Regions from separate parts of the Hordeum vulgare genome. Here regions 1 and 2 are each linked to region 3. The links are chromatin contacts, called in public Hi-C maps. All regions are on one chromosome and are shown on one strand. The core of a region is the stretch at or near the end of the contact, and the rest is flanking DNA. Distances in the headings are between cores, read along the strand shown. Region 1 holds the start of LOC123438072 (RING-H2 finger protein ATL39-like). Region 2 holds the start of LOC123411345 (cyclin-dependent protein kinase inhibitor SMR1-like). Region 3 holds the start of LOC123437999 (carotene epsilon-monooxygenase, chloroplastic).

Region 1 (3,818 bases), core at 951-3,450, 490 kb before region 3:
TAGTGAAGTGTGACCTTTGTTCCGAATTAATAAGACATTTTGGACATTTTAATATGGAGTACATATAGATTGAAATGGATGAACAGACACAAAAACACGTCTATATGCATTCAATTCAGGAAAAAAACATCTTATATTTCGAAATGGAGAGAGTAATTACTAAGCCATATGGTCTCTTGCGAGGCTTCATAAATCATATCTACTACAAACTAGTATGCTACAAACAAAATCATATTCCCTCCGTTCTAAAATATAAGACCATTTAGGTATTTCACTAGAAGATTACATACGGAGCAAAATGAGTGAATCTATACTCTAAAATATGTCTATGTACATCCGTATGTAGTTTATAATACAATCTTTAAAAGGTCTTATATTTAGGAACGGAGGGAGTATCTGATAGGAACCGGGATGAGATAGATAGCTCAGTTTATTTTATTTTTATTTATTCATTAGCGAAAGCTCAAATTGGGTATTTGACATGTCACTATCTAGCGGGGTGTAATTTTCCCAAGTGACAAATTTGCGCAGGCTACAATTGGATTTTGAAAGCAACCACCTAATACCTATCCAATAATATAAGCAATATATAAAAAGAAAACGTCTCCTTGTTGGCCTGGCCCCATTTAAATTTATTTATTCTGAAGATGCAGGGTCAGGCGAGGAAGGGGTCAATGATTTGTGCTCCCTTTAGCCAACACAAGGAGGAGACTTCTTCCCAATTTCTGGCTTGCTGTCTATGCATGTATGATTGTATGATGGCCTTGATAATATAGCTTAGTAGCTGGTTTATAATGTCTGCAACTAAGGTAGTCGGTGCTTTTACATACTCAAAATGATTAGCAACTATACATTTAACAAATATCCTAACAAATACTAACATAATTAATGTTCTTTTAGATCAACTAACATGATTAATAATACCTTTTTTCTTATATGTTTGCATTAGTTTTGCCTCTTCGGAGCCTACCACGGCGAAATAGACCGGCAAAGTTAGGAACGCTTTTCCTCAAATTTACAGAATCAAGGTGCCTAATTCCTAGCCATTTTTATTGAACAAAGAAATCATCACATTGCATCTATAGCTTTGATTATACACAACTCAGTGTTCTTCAAAGAACTTGCACAATCGTGAATTTATTATCACTCTGTACTATGTACTATCACACCAGAGCTACAGCATAAACTTACCAAGTAAGGTTAGCTGTGCCTGTACAACCCCAGGCACGTACGCGTCATCACCCGCCCGCCCTCGCGGTCGCCGGCGCGCGCCTCGCCGCGGCCTCCTCTTCTCTTATCGCTTCGATCATGGCGACCACGCGCTCCAGGACGATCTCCTGGTCGTCGCCGTCGTGGCCGGCATCCGGGCCTGCGTGGTCGGCGTAGTAGCAGACCACGACGCACCGGCAGACGGGGCATGAGTTGCGCACGTCGAGCCACCGGTCGATGCAGGGGGCGTGGAAGACGTGGCCGCACGCCGGGACGACCTTGACGCCGTCGTCGTCGCCGAAGGCCTCGAGGCAGACGGGGCAGTCCCCCTCGGGCTGCTGCCCCTTCTTGGCGCCAGCGTAAGCGCCGGCGTCGGCGTAGCGCACCACGGGGAGCGCCGCGCCGTCGGCTGGGCGGAGGAGGGCGCTCGGGAAGCCGTGGCGCATGGCACGGCCGCCGCGCGCGGCCGCCATGGCCCGCTGCCGAGCGCAGCGGCAGTAGGTGCAGAGCAGGATGAAGCAGAGCACGATGGAGAGGAACACCACGGCCGTGGCCGCCCCCGACGAGAGGTCGAACTGAGACTTGCCCGACGTCGGGGCGGCCAAAGGGTCGTCGCGCGAGGGCGCCAGCCGTCTCGCGTGCGCCGCCGTGGCCATGTCTCCGGCGCCTGCTCGTGCGCGCGACGCGCTCTCGTCCCTGGTTGACTGGTTGTCCGGAGGCCACAGGCCGAGAGAGGGAGTTCTGCACAGCTTTACAGGTGGCCCATTTTTTCCGTGTAATTGAACGCGAGTTTATTGTGAGATGCTAGGTTTTGGGCTATGCGGGTCGGCCAATCTTTTTTTTTTTAGGAAATCAGTCAAGTCCAAAACCATTGATCACGTGATCTCTGGTTGGATGATTAGGGGACACTGATATCTCAAATTCATAAGAATTCAAGTCTCAGACTTGATATTGGGATGTTATTATACTAAATTTATTGTAGTCTTTTTAACAATGTGCGTTTAGTAGAAAGGTATATTCCCGTCGACTACTAAGATGTCTATGACGACTTCATGAATCTTAAGATGATATGCAAACTCAATGTTTTGAAGATGTTTATAGAGATATGATATGCATGTGTGCATCCATATGAGTAAGCTTATGCGCGTACGTATAACCGTCGGTCATCTCTAGCCACATCCTTTCATTTTAGAAAACCATGACTAGATCATCCTTCCCACCCATCTCCGCTTCGGCACAGTTACAATCCCCATATTCAATATGCTATTGCAGCACCACGGGTGCCTTGCACAACCGCGCCTTGAGCTCACAACAAGTAGGAATAGTTTGTGAACAGCCTCACCGCACCTCTGTGTGGCCGTCCGCGGCAGCTGGCATTGATGTGTGGCACCCTGTTCCCAATGACCCTCCTGTAGCGTCGCTCGTCATCCTTGCGACAGTTGCGGCGATCAGCTTGCAACATATAATGTGACCTTGCAACATCCGCCCCCATCGCTGCATCATCATATGGCCTACTCACTGTATCACGAGCTATATGTCATCGTCGCCCCGACCGATGTTACAATGTTGGCAACGCCCCTGTAGCATCGTGCAATCATCGCAACACTATCAACGAACCTTGAAAGGTCTGATGATCACCTCTTCTGAGAGCTCGGGGTTGGCTTTGCAGCGCCACAGAGTGTCGCCCTTGTAGCATCAGTTGCAAGTAGTCGACGGTCTTCCGGCATCACCGCCGCATCACTAGCCATCGTGCTCACATCATCACTAGATGACCGCTCACAGTGCGAGCGGTGCATGTTCCTAGGGCGCCACCCTGGCTCATTGGCTACTATTGTGCCATTGCGGCAGAGGCCATTGGTCATGGAGAGAGGTGTATCCTCTTCCCGACGTCACTTGGGGTGGTACGGGGAGGGATTGGCCACCGAATTGAGCACCACCGGTTAGGGGCATGCATCCCATGGTGAATACTACAAGGGAGAAGAAACAGTATCACCGGCGAGATCCATAATGGTGGTGAAGGAGAGGATTGGAGGTGGTCTTGGACTTTGGGGGAGAAAACTTTGGTTGGTAAAGGAGGCAAGGTGATAGAGGGCAAGCCTCTAGGATGGCCTCATCTTCACGAATTGGAGGTGGATTTGAGGAAGAACACGATAAACAAGAGAAGAAACAAGATGGAAACACTAAAATCAACACACATAGATGCAAATAAAGATACACATAGATAGATCATTGGTCCAAATCATCCAAAGAGAGATGAAACAAGATAGGGTTCTTCCCCAAGTGCTAAGACAAGGACAACTTAATGCTTGTCGTGGTATTTTCATGACAGATGCCATGAGTGGCTTATCTCCTGTAGTTAGGAACCGATGAGCGTCGACGGTGTCCGGATGCGGGACTAGGCACAAGCACAAACGGACACAATGGTGCACCTAGGTTCAGGGCCCTCATGTGGAGGTAACACCCCTACTCCTGCAAGGATCTTAATGATGAACTCATGGTGTACAATGCTGCTCTTGGAGTTGTATCAGAGGAGTAAGAAGAGGGCTCTAGGCTCTCCTTTCTCCCTTAAGTGTGTGTGGCTGGAATAAATGATCGGTCCCCGCCTTAGG
Region 2 (3,843 bases), core at 658-3,157, 410 kb after region 3:
GGTCACACAACAATACATAAAGGGAGCATAATTTTTATAAAGAAGACCACCATAGGTGTCTCAAAAAGCAAGACACCCTCTAGTGTAAGTGGGATTCGCTCGTACCGATGGTTGTATTGAACGAATACCCGGAAATGGTCCCTAGAAGTTCATTAAAGGCACTTATCTAATGAGAGAGAGGTCCACTTCGCGACACTTTGCCTCTGTAATCCTATTGCACGCGTTCTACGCTATATAAAGGAGAAGGAGGACGCTAGATCCATCCCCTTGTTTTCATACCAAGTTATCTCAATCATGCATGAGCTCTGCCAATGTAACCACCTAGCAAGAGTCACCATCTCCATCTCCCTCAGATATACTTACAGTCGAGATTCCATCGCAGCATGCAATATTACAAGATGGGTAATCATTCATCATTAAATAAACCCTTCTACCTTGTCTCTTATTTGTTATTCCATTGTGATGTGTGATTAATGCTCACGCACATTCTACCTATGGGGTCCATAATATGATTATTGTTATATTATGTTTGTGCAATTGTTTGTTCCTTTTCTCCTCTAGATCCTAGGACTAGCCGGTATCTGACGCGTCAATGGTCGTCCAAATGAGAGGCAGTTATCAAGGAAGAATGGAAGGGTACTCCGAAGAATGGTGACATTAAAGCTACAACAAATTGTTGTTTACTTTCATGACATACTAGTTGATAGAGAATATCTTGTTGATCATCACGTGCATGTTGCAATGAAACGTTACCTAACTAGAAATTATTCGCCATCGTTAATATACGGATCTTTTGCACCGCCCAACTCATTTTCTTAGGCATTGATGTTTCCTCAAATGGTATGAAGTTGGTTAGTCTAACATTGGCACGATAAAGAGTTGTCATTAACCCACTAACGTGACACAAGTATGGAGTGTGTCATTTATGAGCTTTCTAAGTTTGGAGAGCGACCGCCCCTCCCCCAAAAAAATGGCATAGACAGTGTGCAAATTATAATCCTCTTGCCCATCCTTGACCTTGCTCCAAAGGGTGAGCTTACGGAAGGCGGCCTCAGCTATCGCCACTTGTACTTCCTGCTTGGCATAGATTGGCAATGCCATTTTGAGGCGGGCATGTGCTAGGTTCAAAGACAAGACAAGTGTCTGTTGCAGTTTATTCAAAGTCGTAATTTGGCAAAGCATCAAGTGCACAATGTGTGATGCTCATTCTTAGATTAATTTTTTCATGCTATTCCTATGCAATACTACTCCCTCTCTGTTTGAAATGTTTGTCTTTGGAATATTTACTCGGTCAACTCTGATCATCTATTTAAAATAGTTATATATTTCAATATTGCAAAGTTTGATGTTGTCCATGTTGACAACTCTTTTGTTGATAATCAAATGTGTGAAGTTTGACCAACGCAATTTCGATAAGGATTAACATGTTGAAAAGGATACATGTAGTAGATTTACCCATTTCTTGTTGTTGGAATTGATAACACAATTCATGAAATTCATCCACGAAAATGTTGTTTAATGTTACGCCGAGAATTAAGATAAAAACTATATGTATGTCTTCCGAGAAATTAACCACTAACCTAATTGAAAATGCTTCCGAGAATCTTTCTATATTCATAAAATCGAAACTATGATCAAGAGCTATATGTATGTCTCTTTGTGCAAGACGTTATGTATCTTATGGAAGAGGGAGTGAACACTTCCGTTGGACGGTTAAAGCAGCTTGGATTGCTTAGGATAAGATGAGATAAAACCGAAGCGGGATTTAGGTCAAAAATACGGCTCCACTTGTGTACAAACTAAACTAAGAGAAACAGTACTAGTAGTACAAGGACCTAAACGCAATAAGCAAATCAAGTTAGCCGTGCTGGGCACAAAAGGACACGCGCCCAATACAAAAGTGCGGCTACAAAGGCGGGCCCTTTCTCCCAAAACCGGAGCATATCCCCACCCAAACCCACCTCGCATCACCATTCAGCAGGCCAGTGCCCCAAGCAACCTTCCCCTCCTCCTCCTCCCCGAGCTCCCTCGTTCCCTCCACTACCCCGCACGCGCCGCCGCCACCAACCCAAGAAGCTCCCTCTCATCTTCACCCTTCCTTCTTCCTCCTCTCTCTACAGGCACAAGAGTAGGTGCCGCGCAGGCCGGCATCGAGATTCGAGACCGGCCATGTCGGCGTCGCCCGAGTTCTACAAGCCGGCGCCGGCCTTCTCGCCGTGCCGCTCGCCGCTGACCCCGCACAGAGACGCCGCCGCAACAGCGGGCGGGGTAGCGGCGGGAGTAGGCCAGCAGGCGGGCGCGTGGGAGGAGCAGTGCTGCCGGACGCCGACGGGCGCGGGGAGCGATCTGAAGCAGGCGGCCCCGACGTGCCCGCCGGCGCCGAGGAAGCCGCGGGCGCCGGCCGCGCCGTGCCGGAAGCGGCTGTTCGAGGTGGAGGTGTTCAGCCTGCGGCTGGAGGAGCTGGAGCGCCTCTTCTGGCGCCCGCACGCGCCGCCGCCGCCGCCCGAGAAGAAGGCCAAGCTCAAGCGCCGCAGGGTGGCTCCGCCGAGCGCCTCGCCGTCGCCGGGGCCCAGCAAGAGCTAGCCGCCGCCCTCCTGCTCGCCTCCAGGCCAAGCCGTTTTGGCCTGCCGGTGCTAGTCGCGGTAGCCAGCCGGTGTAAGATTTGCTAGTACCGCGTTTTTACTGCTGTACTCGTGCTCTATGCTGCTGCTACTACTACTAGCTGCTGCCTATGTTAGTACGTATTACTCGATTAGTTCAGTTCGTGGCACCCATAGCCATAGCTAGGTAGTGGTAGTAGTGGTAGTAGAAGAAGCAGTACTTCTTGCTTTTTACTACTGTACCTGATACGCCGTAGCACTGTGGTCAGTGGAGCAATGGTAAACTTGTAATAGGTCAAATTTCCTTCGATGGTGTAATAATAGGTTAAAATTTCCTTCCATGGGGTGCAGCCTGTATAGATGTGTAACGAGAAGCTCGATCGCTGCTGTATCCGCCTACTACTATGTATCAGTCTAAGCACTCTCGTTCCCAATACAAGCACTAGTTATTTATTCTTCAGTCTTGTGTTCTACTACTGTATTTCCTCCGAATTTTTAGCCTTGTTCGGTTTGGAGGGGTCGAGGAGGGATAAATTCCAAATCCCCCAATTCTTGCAAGAGGATTAACTGAACAAGGCCAAGCAGGAGCAGCTTTGAATTTGTTATTGGCGGGTCGCTACAACACTTACGGCAAGCTAGGGCACGAGAGATGTTGTGATTCGTCAGTGATTTTGAGCAGTTTTTCTTTCATGGAATAATCCTGGCTTTCATTGCACGATGGTTGGCGTGGGGCGCCTAGGACGCCGGCGCGGCCGGCCCTATGCTGCCGCTGGGAGTTGCTGTCTCCTTCCGTCCTTGTCTCCTACGTTTGCCGCTTGGTGGCGTCCTGTTTCCCTTCGATTGATTGCAACCCTTGCTGGTTCCTAATGGATTCTTAACTCCTTCCGTTCAGTGGATGGATAACGCAGCGACGGCTACTGCATCTTACTATAAAAATCCGGCCATCCACCCACTGTCTATGCAGATGCAGGGGAGAGGAGAGGAGGAATCATCCGTGCAGATGTAAGGTAACGAGAGCAGTGGTACAAACTTAGCAATGATATGCCGCCGTGACTTTTACCCAAGTTTCTGCAGCTTTTTGGCGTGCGCAGCTCGTGAGGCGGAATGATTCCGCCACCCACTGGTGCTGATAAATGTGTTGGGGGATGTTCAGTGTTCGCAGGCAGTTTCTGTCCTGGAATAGTCGAGCCGCAGGAGCTGAGAGAGGAGACGGCGTACGGCCAGGGAAATCTCCTGATGCCCG
Region 3 (3,822 bases), core at 1,070-3,569:
CGAAGTATAGATTGTCATCTTTGTATTTTGACCATGATGTCCAGTCCAGCACCTATAGTTTGTTAAGTCATATTGGAAGGAGCTACACCGACACCATGTACCAGATAGTATATCAGCAAGTAAGGTGTATAACTGTTGTCTTAAGTCAAACTTGTGTAAGGTTGGCCAAGTTTATACTAGAAAAAACTGTTACAACTACAATACCAAGCCAAAACCATTTGATCCATTATAAAATGGGCTGTGCTACGCGTCGGCCGGCGCATCTTTTTAAAAGATCCGCCGGTCTACGAGCTGTCTGATCTGACCCTATCTCCGGGTCAGGCGTTATTGCCTTTTTGCAACAGAAGACGTGTTGCGAGAACCTTTTTGCAACACATGTCTTGTTGCAGAAATATTTGTAACAAATGTTTTCTTGCAGATTTTTTTGCAACCTAGGTCTTGTTGCAGAATATTTTTGAGATTTTTTTTAAATAGATCTCTTGTTGCAGTTTTTTATTGCAACAGATGTCTTGTTACAGAAAGCCAATGTGTTGCATTCCTTGCGGTCATGGCCTCGAGCAGAAGCTCGGTCTTGTTGGGGAAGGGAGAAGGGGAGTTGCGTATGCAATGATGGATTGATGGTGGTGGTGGAGGTGATGCAACATGGGGCAGGAGCGGCATGGATCGGCAACGACGGCTGGAGCGGAGATCCGGCATGCGCGCTCGAGCGGCCACGGCCACTGGCCGCAAGTGGACACACGGAGACGGGGAGTGGCGACCTCACCGGCGTGCTTGTCGGCAGCCTCGTCCGTGTGCTGCCGGCGGCGAGCAGCAGTGGCGGCGGTCGGAGCAGCACATGGAGGTGTCAGCTTAACGGGGAGCTCGGGAGAGCACGAGAGGATCCAGATCCAGATCCCGCAACACATTACTTGTTGCGGTGGGGGGATTGCAACAACGGCTCAGTTGCGAAAATTAGTCTAGTTAATACATTGCTTCCGAGCCATCTGATTAAAATTGATCTGAAGGTCACGAAGCCGGCAGACGCAGACGTGGTTATCAGTCGGGTGATTTGAATCATTTCCCTTATGAAATAGGGTCGCGATAACGCCCACATGTGTGGGCATTAAGGGGTCTTGCCACACGTCTCGTGTGGTATCTAAGAAAACCAGCCCACACGCCTACGTGTGGGCCAAACAGATAATGCCCACACGTCCAGCCTCCTGTCTCGCGGTCCCGCCTAGACGCCTACGAGTGGGCAAAATAGGTAACGCCCACAAGCCCGGTCTCCTACCCCACGGTCCCGCACGCCCGCGTGACTGTCAACAGTTGCCATGGTTGCTGAACTGCAGTTGTCATGATTGTCCAGCTGCAATCGCCATGTCTGAACAAACTGCAGTTGCCATCTCAGGTCAAGTGCAGTTGTCATTTATGGACAACTGTAGCTGTTGCCATGTATGGCCTGGTCTACTACAGTTGCCATGATTTGAAAAACTTTAAGAGTTGTCACCTACTAACACTAGACAGTTGCCATATAACACTTGAAAGACAAGGCAAAAATAATATCATGGAGTTGCCATATGCTTCTAAGCACACTAGGCAATTGCCACAAAAACACTACAAAAAAGACATGGCAAAAATAACATATTCGGGTAAGAGAGAGAGTTGCCATCTGCTTACAAGCATAGTAGGCAGTTGCCATGTATCACTACCAAAAAAAAAAATGATAACTGATAGTTTGGGATGTGGGAGAGGAGACGCTAATAACATTTGAGAGATAGAGAGAGAGAGCACACCGTCCAGAGCGCTCCCTCGGCGATGGCGAACCCAGAGCCAAAGAGGAACTCGGAGACCTCGGCGACGAGCCCCTTCTCGTACCGCGTGCCGTACCCGCGGAGGACGTGCTTGGCCACGGCGGGGTCGCTGACGATGACGAAGTCGCGCGGCCCCGCGGCGAGGCGGTAGACGGGCCCTTCCTCGCGGAACCACTTGAAGAGCGGGAGGAAGAGCGCGCCCCCGAGGAGGTCCTGCACGTCGTCGAGCTTGGCGGAGGCGACGGGGATCCCCGAGTCGTCGTTTCCCCGGCCGAGCACCGAGCGGGACAGCGACGTGAGCCAGTCGGGGCTGACCCACGACGTGGTGGGCTTGTCCCCTCCGCCGCCGCTGCTCCTTGGCGGGGGCAGGCGGAGGCTAGCGTGCCGAGGGGACGGTCGTGGGGCCCATGGAGGAGGAGGAGACGCGAGCGCGGAGGCGAATGCCGCGGCGGGCATCGCGCCGGCCGCCGCGGAGTTATGTCAATTTGGGTCGGGTTTGGGTGAGAGCAGTAGTGGGGGTGTGTGACAGAGAGAAGGGAGAAGAGGAAGAGGATGAGGTTTTATTATTATTGTTATTTTGAGGGAGAGCGCTGCGTGAGAGTGAGACCGTGAGAGCATCTCCAACGGCCCGTCAAATTCCACGCAGCATGCTCCACATCTTCAAATATTATAGCCTCTCAAAAATAAGTACTCCTCGGTAAACTAATATAAAAACATTTAAATTATTATTTTATTTATTTAAGCACTCTTATAATTAGTTTACGGAGGAAGTACATCCTATTCTTAATTCTTAGCGTAGTTTTCTGTAAAGCTAGAGTATTATGTTAGTTTTTCTTTCAAATAAATGTTATGTTGGTTTGATGATGCATTTTATGAGTGATTTTTACGTGCCAGAAATGATGCCACAGTGCTTTAAAAACCGCGGTTTAGACTACCTTGGATAATAACGCTGCTCCAATGGGTGATGCATATGCATATGGTGATGAGAAAAATTATGCAGCACAAAAAATGAAACCTCGATAAAATGCATCATCAGATGCAAAAACTACTTTTTCGATACATGGCACCGTAGAATCGAAGCGAAAACTGTGTTTTTCAGATCGAGAGAAGCTTTTTACCACGCCTCCCAAAAATATTTATGGGTCCAACGCGTTTGCGGGTTCTGATCGTTGCTACTTTTTCGTGCGGACACATATTTAGACGGTTATTTTACGGGTCGGGGCATTATACTGGTTCTGCTAGATATGCTCTAATTAGGGAGCAACTATCTAGCATTTCTTCGGGAGCCTTTCAAGGTTTCTTTCACGCACAACCACTTGGCGCGTTCTCAGTCGTCGTCACGTGCGCGTTCTTAGTCGTCGTCACGATTTCACGTTTAGGACGTTTCCTCTAGATTTTTTTTCGCACATATTTTTAGCCCTTTAAATGATTTTTCATTTTTTTGTGTTTTGTTTTTTCAACTGTCTTTCTTACCTTTTGGTCGGAAAAAATCAAAACAAAAAATGCATGAAAAAACATGTTTTCCTTTTTCATTGGTGCGAGGAACAGTTTTTTCTAGATTTGAAGCTATCATTGTATTTCAAGTACTTTTCACATAATTTTTTATTAATTGGCCATGGAATATTTTAGTAATTAACCACGACAAATTTAGTTAATGGATCATGGCAACTTTTAGTAATTCATCATGGCAAATTACATTCATGTATCATGCTAATTTTAGTATTTTGACCATGGCAATTCTAGTATTTTAAACATAGAAAATATTTTTTGTAAGAACCATAACACATTTTAAGGCACGTATCATGATAAATTTAAGTAATTCATCATGAAAATTTTAGTTTATGGTTCATGTCAAATTTGAGCCATTAGACATGCATTTTTAAAGTAATTAATGGCATAATTCTTTTTTACTTGTGAATCATGTCAAAATTATTTCATGGATCATGAAAAATGTAGTTTCTTAATTCCCTTTTTTATAACATGTCAAAAATTACCTTAAACGTGGAAGAAAAATAGTTGAAATATATCGTGA

What was found. A called contact is a pair of places that touch in the nucleus more often than the background predicts.
Region 1: a contact with region 3 is called in a Hi-C map of leaf, with 5 times the contacts expected there. The contact joins the promoter of LOC123438072 here to the promoter of LOC123437999 in region 3. A contact is called at or near these places in 3 of 6 Hi-C or Micro-C datasets (leaf and seedling).
Region 2: a Hi-C map of leaf shows a contact between it and region 3, with 4 times the contacts expected there. The contact joins the promoter of LOC123411345 here to the promoter of LOC123437999 in region 3. A contact is called at or near these places in 3 of 6 Hi-C or Micro-C datasets (leaf and seedling).

Annotation. Positions count from the first base shown.
Region 1 is chr1H:371,342,106-371,345,923 of MorexV3_pseudomolecules_assembly, reverse strand. It overlaps LOC123438072 (RING-H2 finger protein ATL39-like), which reads right to left and starts at 2,200. Exons shown (of 2, transcript XM_045115753.1): 1 at 1,192-2,200. The coding sequence starts at 1,865. The coding sequence ends at 1,239.
Region 2 is chr1H:370,439,677-370,443,519 of MorexV3_pseudomolecules_assembly, reverse strand. LOC123411345 (cyclin-dependent protein kinase inhibitor SMR1-like) reads left to right here and starts at 1,907. Exons shown (of 1, transcript XM_045104279.1): 1 at 1,907-3,060. The coding sequence starts at 2,170. The coding sequence ends at 2,583.
Region 3 is chr1H:370,850,903-370,854,724 of MorexV3_pseudomolecules_assembly, reverse strand. It overlaps LOC123437999 (carotene epsilon-monooxygenase, chloroplastic), which reads right to left and starts at 2,319. Exons shown (of 12, transcript XR_006629190.1): 1 at 1,773-2,319.